Linked DNA regions of Mus musculus: region 1 is linked to region 2. A link is a contact called in public Hi-C data. All regions are on one chromosome and are shown on one strand. Each heading gives the region's core, a stretch centred on a gene start, on an enhancer-like site or on the middle of the called end of the contact. The rest is flanking DNA. Distances are from core to core; before and after follow the strand shown.

What was found. Hi-C and Micro-C count contacts between places; a contact is called where the count stands out from the background.
Region 1: a Hi-C map of Th1 cells shows a contact between it and region 2, with 2.4 times the contacts expected there. The contact joins the enhancer-like site here to the promoter of Cpm in region 2. A contact is called at or near these places in 11 of 39 promoter capture datasets (the C10 cell line, cranial neural crest, embryonic stem cells and 6 more), 1 of 15 datasets of contacts at CTCF or cohesin (large pre-B cells), 17 of 484 Hi-C or Micro-C datasets (B cells, the BV-2 cell line, CD4 T cells and 10 more), 13 of 115 datasets of contacts at active chromatin or transcription factors (CD8 T cells, bone marrow-derived macrophages, craniofacial prominence and 8 more) and 4 of 9 other capture datasets (adipose tissue, embryonic stem cells, liver and 1 more).

What each region holds. Positions count from the first base shown.
Region 1 is chr10:117,518,408-117,522,289 of GRCm38.p6, forward strand. No RefSeq gene overlaps it. Among named protein-coding and RNA genes, the nearest start is that of Gm32235, 39 kb to the right of the region's middle. Within about 2 kb of position 1,629, at least 44 of the 459 cell types and tissues checked have an H3K27ac peak or open chromatin away from gene starts, as enhancers often do. A contact at or near this core is called in the HL-1 cell line, Th1 cells, Th17 cells and 2 more, where this site is marked.
Region 2 is chr10:117,627,615-117,631,563 of GRCm38.p6, forward strand. Cpm (carboxypeptidase M) reads left to right here and starts at 1,886. Exons shown (of 9, transcript NM_027468.1): 1 at 1,886-1,913; 2 at 2,107-2,269. The coding sequence starts at 2,110.

The sequences.
Region 1 (3,882 bases), core at 379-2,878, 110 kb before region 2:
ACCCATTAGTCTACACTTTGTTTGTTGGTGTAATTACTTGATTCTAAAATATTCCATGAGAGTAATTGAAATGAATACTCCAGCAAGAGAACCACAGAGCTATTTAAGGACAACAGGCTGCCTTTCAAAGCAGTACGCTAAGTTATGGAAGATATGCGCCCTGGAAGACAATGCCAATTCATCTAGAAGAGGCAGGCGTCCTGTTTTAGGTGAGCTGACAGTTCATCTCTGCCCTCTGGTGATTTTTAAGAACACACAAACCCTATTCTATTTATTCATTGTCAGGAATTTTTTTTCTCTCTCTGGGCTAAATTATGAATGCCTCCTTCCAACCAAGATGATAAAAGAATGAAAGTCAGTGTATCTCATCCCAGCAAAGAGCTGCCCCAGAGCATGCTGGGACTTGACCTGGACTGAAGAGCACAAGACAGCTCTTTAAAAAGGATTTTCTCCCCGAAGCCAGTTGAGGAGGCTCATTTACGAGGCTATGCGACACCGTGTTTGCTTTTGAGTTAGTCACTGTGCGGCTCCAACCTTCACTGGCACGAAGGCAGAGAGCAACCTTCACCAAGTGACTCAAAAAAGGTCGTCTATCCTGATGCCCAAGACATCCAAAGGAACTGGAAGTGTTCTCCAAAGGCACAGGTGTGTCAGGGTGTGGACTTAGAAATTACCCACTCCTGAACTAAACAGGTAATTAGAAATCCGTATCAGATATGCCTGCCTCAGATGATGCAAGCCAAAAAAAAAAAATCCATTTACATTAAAATGATAACAAGCAATCTGTTGCCAACCTCCCTCCCCTTTTTTTCATAATTGTCTTCCATTTACGAAGTTTATTTCTAGTCAAATCAAGGTTTCCGAGACAGCATGAGAAAGGTTTTTTTCCCCCTTTATAAAGCCAAGTCATAGCTTTAGCAGCTAAGTATGACTGCTACCATTTTACCAAATCCCTGTATACTCCCGAGATGTGCCTAACACGCTGTAGCTCACTTGACTCTCTCAGGATTCCTGAAGTAGGAGGGCCTATTTATTATGCATTTATATTAAAGCTAGGGAAACAGGCTCAGAAACATTGAGCAGCCTCAGGTTGTGATGGAAAGAACATTTACATATGGCTGTGTAAGTCATTTACTACTCAGAAAGGTGCCAGCCCCACCCCGACCCCCCATCTCTCATATAAGGCTGCACCCACCTAGAGGGGATCCGCTTTCCTAATATGGACAGATGCGCTGCATGGGCTATTGAGAGCCTTGCTGGTCAAAGCCAGACAGCTGATTCCCTTCCCCTGTTTCACATTACACTGCCTTGCCCAGCATTTCTTCCTACCTCAAAGGGCCCGTAAAGTCACAAACTGTTCCCTTGTTTTCTCTTGGTCAGGCCTGCAGGCGGGCATAGGGGGAAGGTGAGTCACCCCTGAAGGATGAGGAGTGGGTAGATGTTCTTTAACTTTGGAATGGAGCAGCCTGATTTGATGGGAAGGGTTGAGAATGGCAGTGGCAGCAAACTCGTCCTAGAAACAGCCTGTGGTCTCAGCTTGGGAGGTCAGCCCAGCTGTGGGAGTCCAGGAGGCTCTGGATGAATGGTGTAAGTGCTCTGATGAGAAACATTGTTTCAATGCAGTGAGCCAGGAGACAGGAATTCTCAGGCAGACTCCTCCATAGGCTGGCGTTTTGACCTTTGGCCAGACGCTAACCTTCAGTGAGTTCGGCTTTTCCATTCAAAACACAGACAGCGGTAATAACTAGGAAAAACTACCAAGCAAGCCAGAGGTGGTTGGATGACTGGGTCATCTGCCCAGCCTTTGTTCCATTTCTCTTTCCCTTAAGCCTTCCCTTCTTTCCTAGTTGTTCCACCGGGGGGGGGGGGGGGGCTATAAAACCCCATCAGCATTATTGATGTCAATAATTAAAATATGGATTCTTCCAAAAATCATCTTTGTTCAAGGGAAAAGCAAGGTAGGATTTGTCCTAAGGATCCAGTTGTCACTGAGTAAATTTTTACACATCAAAATGAGAGTTTTGGGTCTCCCCATGTCTTACTTAGGGTTTCTATTGCTGTGACTCAACACCATGGCCAAAAGCAAGTTGGGGAGGAAAGGGTTTATCTGGCTTACACTTCCATATTGCTGTTCATCACTGAAGAAAGCCAGTACAGGAATTCAAACAGGGAAGGGACCTGAAGACAGGAGCTGATGCAAAGGCCATGGAGAAATGCTGCTTACTGGCTTGTTTCCCCTGGCTTGCTCAGTCTGCTTTCTTATAGGCCCTGCCCTATCAATCACTAATTAAGGAAATGGCTTACAGCTGGATCTTATGGAGACATTTTCTCAGTTAAGGTTCCCTCCTTTCAGATAACTCTAGTTTGTGTGTCAAGTTGACGTAAGACCAGCCAGCGCATCCCAGAACCTGAATTTAACAAAAGTGGGGAGGTAGGTGACTGGGGGGTTGGGTTGCCTGAGGACAGTTCTGTAAAGTGTGTATCTTTTCTAAGCACGTGCATCTATTTATGTGGTAGGGCATTATAAGCCATTATAAGTAGACATTTATAAAGATAGTAAGGTAATGTTTGGATCAAGTCTCAGCCATAATGTGGAAGAGATAAAGCAGGGAGCCTCCCTCCCCCCCCAAATCATAGGTCAGCTATAAAATCCAATTACATAAAAATTACGTAGCTGCACAGAAAAAGCCAGGAGAGAAACACAGAAAGGGAAACACAGAATTGATTGGAGCGGCGAGGTAATGGGTTAGTTAGGGAAGTTCAGTGGACAGTATCTGGAGGTGTAGCTCAGTGGGTATCGAGGCCCTGGGTTTAATCCCCGGCACTGAAGAGAAAGATGGCTAAGAGATCCACTGTGAATACCACTGCAATGTGAAATAGACTCAGAAATACTGAAAACAGAGAGAGAGAGAGAGAGAATTTCAACATTCTGAAAACACATGCAAAAAGCTGAGGACACAGACAGACAGCTGGACTCCCTGTTGGTCTGATTTGAAGCTGGCATCAGATCTCTTTAACTTGACACTAGATAGCTGAAGATTTGGCATTTCTTAAAACCTATAGATGCCCCCTTGAGGCTCTATCAGCAGCACGCGTGTGCCGTGAACCCAGCCTGAGACTCTTGCACTGAGGTTCCTGTTTGCTGAGGAAGAGACCACCAAGAACCTCTGGGTAAATAATGCGATCTCAGTGAGTTTTAGGACGGAGAGTAGTTTGGGTACTCTACTGCCTCAGAACTTGGAATTGAGCATAACTCAGGCACACGCTTCGTAAACCTTTACTGGGTGCCTAAGTGAGTCACTTCCCTGCAGAGCTCTCAGAGCTCCGGTGACTCTGAGGTCCTCCCTGACTTAATCACCACCCTCGCAGGCAGGCGGTTCTCAAGGAGCACTCACAAAGCACCTATTAAGTCGGGAACTGACAATTACGTCATCCCCACCCCTCAAAGAAAAAGGTATCGTTCTAAAACGTGTCGGGTTTGCTGGAGAGGGAAAATGGAAGTTTCTAGCACGGCCCCTGCCTCTCTCCTTAATGAGGTGCACACCTGGAACCTCTGATCTCAAGCCACCTTCCTCTCATGCACCCCTGAAAAGCCAACATTTTCAGTCACAAGTCAGTTTAAGAAATTTTATGAGTACTATGATTCAGCTGGCTCGGTTTACAGATTCGTAAGAAAACCGAGGCCCAGAAAGGGAACCGACTCGCCTGAGGTCACACAACATATTAAGTGCAAAGGCAGGCTTCCCCACTCCCCGGGGACTGGAGATGAAACCTGGGATCTTGGGGACTTTGGGCAGACATTGAGCTTGTTGTCTCTTAGCAGCACCCCGAGTCCAGGAATCTTTCTTTTCTTTGGAAACTTAACCAATTCTGAAATCTGTC
Region 2 (3,949 bases), core at 636-3,135:
AGTGACACCCCTTCCGTTTACTTCTGCAGCAGTCTGTGATCTCTAGTGAGACAATTCTTCATTTCGCTCATCTCCTTCCTGTCCCACATAATAACTGCATAAACTCCGTGGCTGCCCCCCAAGCCACACCCCTCTCCTTTCCTTTCAGCTCTTTCAACCCATGATCAGTGAAAGGAGAAGCTCTCCCAAGCCCATGGTGGCAGTACATTTAGCACAGCAACAGCTATGTCCGAAAATGTAAGCGCTGTGTTAAGGTTTCCCAATCGTCAGAAAATTCTCCTTAAAGACGTATTCATTAAGCTGGGTGTATTTAATAAACACGTCATGGCTCTAACGATGTGCCTACCAACCTTATTCAAGGCGTTAGATTGACTGCCATTTTACATAGTTCTTAGTACGCCTAGCACAGTGAATTCACATAGTCCTGGGGTCAGAGGAAGGACTTACTGCCTGAAATCACAGGAGACCTTGAAGATCCCTCAGACCTCATAACCTTACACCATCTGTATTTGTAAGAGAGGGCAGGCAGTCCTTCACCCCAGGTTCTCCACTGTGTCCCTCCCCACTTAAACCTCTAAAACAGTGGCTCTCAACCTTCCTAATGCTGCAACCCTTTAATACATTTCCCTATTTTGTGCTGACCCCCCGCCTAACCATAAAACCATTTCGTTGTGACTTCATTGTAATTTTGTTACTCTTATGAAACGCAAAGTAAATATCTGTTATTCAGGAAATCCCTGTGAAAGTCCCTATGTCCTCAGGGGGTCTCCACCCACAGGCTGAGAACCTCTGCTTTAAAACATTAATTCTTTTATTAGTCGTATGTAAGGGGCGGGCGGGGGGGGGGGCGCGGTGCAGCAAGGATCACGTTGTGCCTGTTGCCGTCAGAGAACAACTCAGTGGAGTCGGTCTCTCCTTCTACCTTTAGATGGCTTCTGAGACTGCAATTCCGGGAGCCAGATTCGCAGCCCAAGAATCTTAATCCTCTCAGTGATCTCTCCTACCCTCAAGGACCCTTTTAAGAAAAACCCTCTCCTTCTGTACACTGGGAAGAAAATTCCATCCCCTCAATTTGGGATGGTCCCTGCCGTCACTATTTAAAAAGAATCTGTTCAAGATGTGTTATAACAAATCGGTAGTTTTCCGAGTTTGTTTGCCCCAGACCCTTGCAGGAGCCGGTGTTTCTTTAACAGTGTATGTAAATCCATGGGACAGAGAGACTGTGCGTGTGGTGCCCTTTAGAACATGATGGCCCCTTGTCACGAACCCACTTCTCACCAGTCACGATCTGTGTTCTCTTTAATGCAAACACAGGTCACCCCCTCCACCCAGAAAGCAGAATTTTAGGCAGAAGCACCGGAACTGGCCTGAGGACCACGGAGCAGCGACGACAGCAGCTCTGCTTTTGTCCTGCGAGTTGGTCACAAACTCAACTCTGATTCAGTCAAATGCTATCTACTAGACACTTTTGTTGGACATGGTCCTGTACCGCACACTCGGCACACGTAAGGCTCACACACATGTTCTCTCTTGAAAGCTCCCTGGCTTTCTCAGTTGCAGCACAGGGCTGAAAGCCTGGCCCAGCTTGGACTCCAGGTGGCCCGCCCACCGCCCACCGTGGGCACCATCTGCGCAGCGTTCCCGGGACCGCGGTGGCGGAGGGCAGGCCCCACGTCCAACACGGGCTCCGACAGGTCATGCCCCACCGCCCACCAGGCTCGCTCGCTGTCCTCAATACCCTGCAGGGCACGTTGTCCTGGGAGCTAGGGCGGAGATCCCGCCCCACGGGGCGGGAGCGGCGCGGAGCGGGCGTGTTGGTGGGCGTGTCGCCCGGGGCCCGCCCCTCTGTCCGGACTATAACTCCCCCGAGCGCCCAGCGCTCGCCGGCGGGCGGAGACGCGCGCCTGGTACTGGTGAGGTTTGCGGAAGGGTGCTGCTGCGGGGACTCGGGCGGGCTGCGGGGCTCCGGTGGGAACACCTTCACCTGGCTCCTCGGAGGAGGGAGCGTAGAGCTCAGGTGCCCCCGAGGGCGGAGAGGACTCGGGGCTGGCGATGCCCGCGCTTCTCCGTGGCGGACCCAGCTGCTCACTTCTCCTCCATCTCTAGGACATGGACCGCGCGCGCCTGTGGCTGGGGCTTCTGCTGCCCGTGGTGGCCGCCCTGGATTTCCGATATCACCACCAGGAAGGGATGGAGGCGTTCCTAAAGAGCGTGGCTCAGAACTACAGTTCGATCACGCACTTGCACAGCATCGGGAAATCTGTGAGAGGTAGGTGGCTTCCTGCGCACATCCCTAACCCTCAACCCGCGTTCAAAAGTAAGTTGAACGACAGCGTCTGGTCCCCTGTTGGTGAGGCTCTCCAAACGCGCTCCACGCAGGTAAAGCACACCTTGCCCAGTCAGGGGTTTCCTGCTTTTGTTTGTTGTTGTTTGTTGGTTGATTTTTTGTTTTTATTTTTGTTTTGTTTTTTCAATTTTGTTACATCAGGAGAGCGGTAAGAGGAACTGTATATATATATTGTCGTTTCTCTACAGAGAGTCATTGTCGCTTAGTCCTCTGTTTTATTGCCGTTGGGGATCGGGAAGTAATTATCTGAGAGGTGTATCTTCGTTCCTTTTCAGGGTAAACATCTTCCTCAGTTTCCCTTTTTGTTGGCTTCCTTGCATACTGATTGTGACTGTTAACTACGGATTCCTCAGGTCATTTTAAAACTAGACAGTGCCATACTTTTGTCGAGTTCTACACATATGTGATTAACCCGATAGCTTAAAGTTATGAGAAAATGTAGGTCTATGTCTAAAGGCTGTTTTTGAAGGATACACCTGCTTGGTAGTAAGTCACAACGAATGATCTCCTTAGCATTTGCAAATGTATCACTTAGTCTGCTTTACTTTTGAAACTATATATTCTTAGTGGAGAGAGTAGATGGGGATCCAAGAAGTTAAGAATTTTGGTCGAGTTACCTAGATGGCGATTCTATCCATCCATCCATCTAGCTAGCTAGCTCCTGGAGATAAAACTCAAGACCTCATTTGTGTTCCGCATTGTATCGTTAACCTAACCTGCTAGCCATAGAGGGTGAAGTTTTAGCCAGGACCTGCACCTGATCATTTTGGGTGGGGCAAATAAATTTAGCAGCTAGCATCATCTCCTAATCTTTTGTTACTACGCTGATTCTCACAAAAGTGGTTACCAGAAAACTTAATGCCTGGAATGAAAGAGCCCTGAAGTTCATGCAGTTTGGCTCAGCTGTGGAAGTTGTGTTCAAAAGTTCTGACCTGCAGTTTAGCACTGATCTCTTGACTCGACTGGAAGTCTCATAACCACATTACTAAGCAACCAGTCACTTCTCATAACTGTTAATGTCATGGTTCAGTTCTTGTATTACAGAGAAATATTAAAAATGCAATAAAAACAGCTTTGACTGTGTAATAGAAGCTTTATTTTGAAGCAGCATTGCCAGAGTTGGTGTCAGAAATCATCTAAGGGCTGGAGAGATGGCTCAGCGGTTAAGAGCACTGATTGCTCTTCTGAAGGTCCTGAGTTCAAATCCCAGCAACCACATGGTGGCTCATAACCATCTGTAATGGGATCCAACGCCCTCTTCTGGTGTGTCTGAAGAGAGCAATGGTGTACTCATATACATTTAATGAATAAATCTTAAAAAAAAAAGGAAATAATCTGAAATCCTCTGATCACCACAAACCCCAAGTATGGAGGTTAGTTATATGGAAAGTTATATCTTGAATCAGCATCTAGATTGAGTCTCTTAAAATAATTTATCCAAGGGCTAGAGTAGAGCAAATTTAAAGGATCTAAGAAGCCAGGCAGTGGTGGTGCCTGCCTTTAATCCCAACACTTGGGATTTCTGAGTTCGAGGCCAGCCTGATCTACAGAGTGAGTTCCAGGACAGCCAGGGCTATACAGAGAAACCCTGTCTCGAAAGAA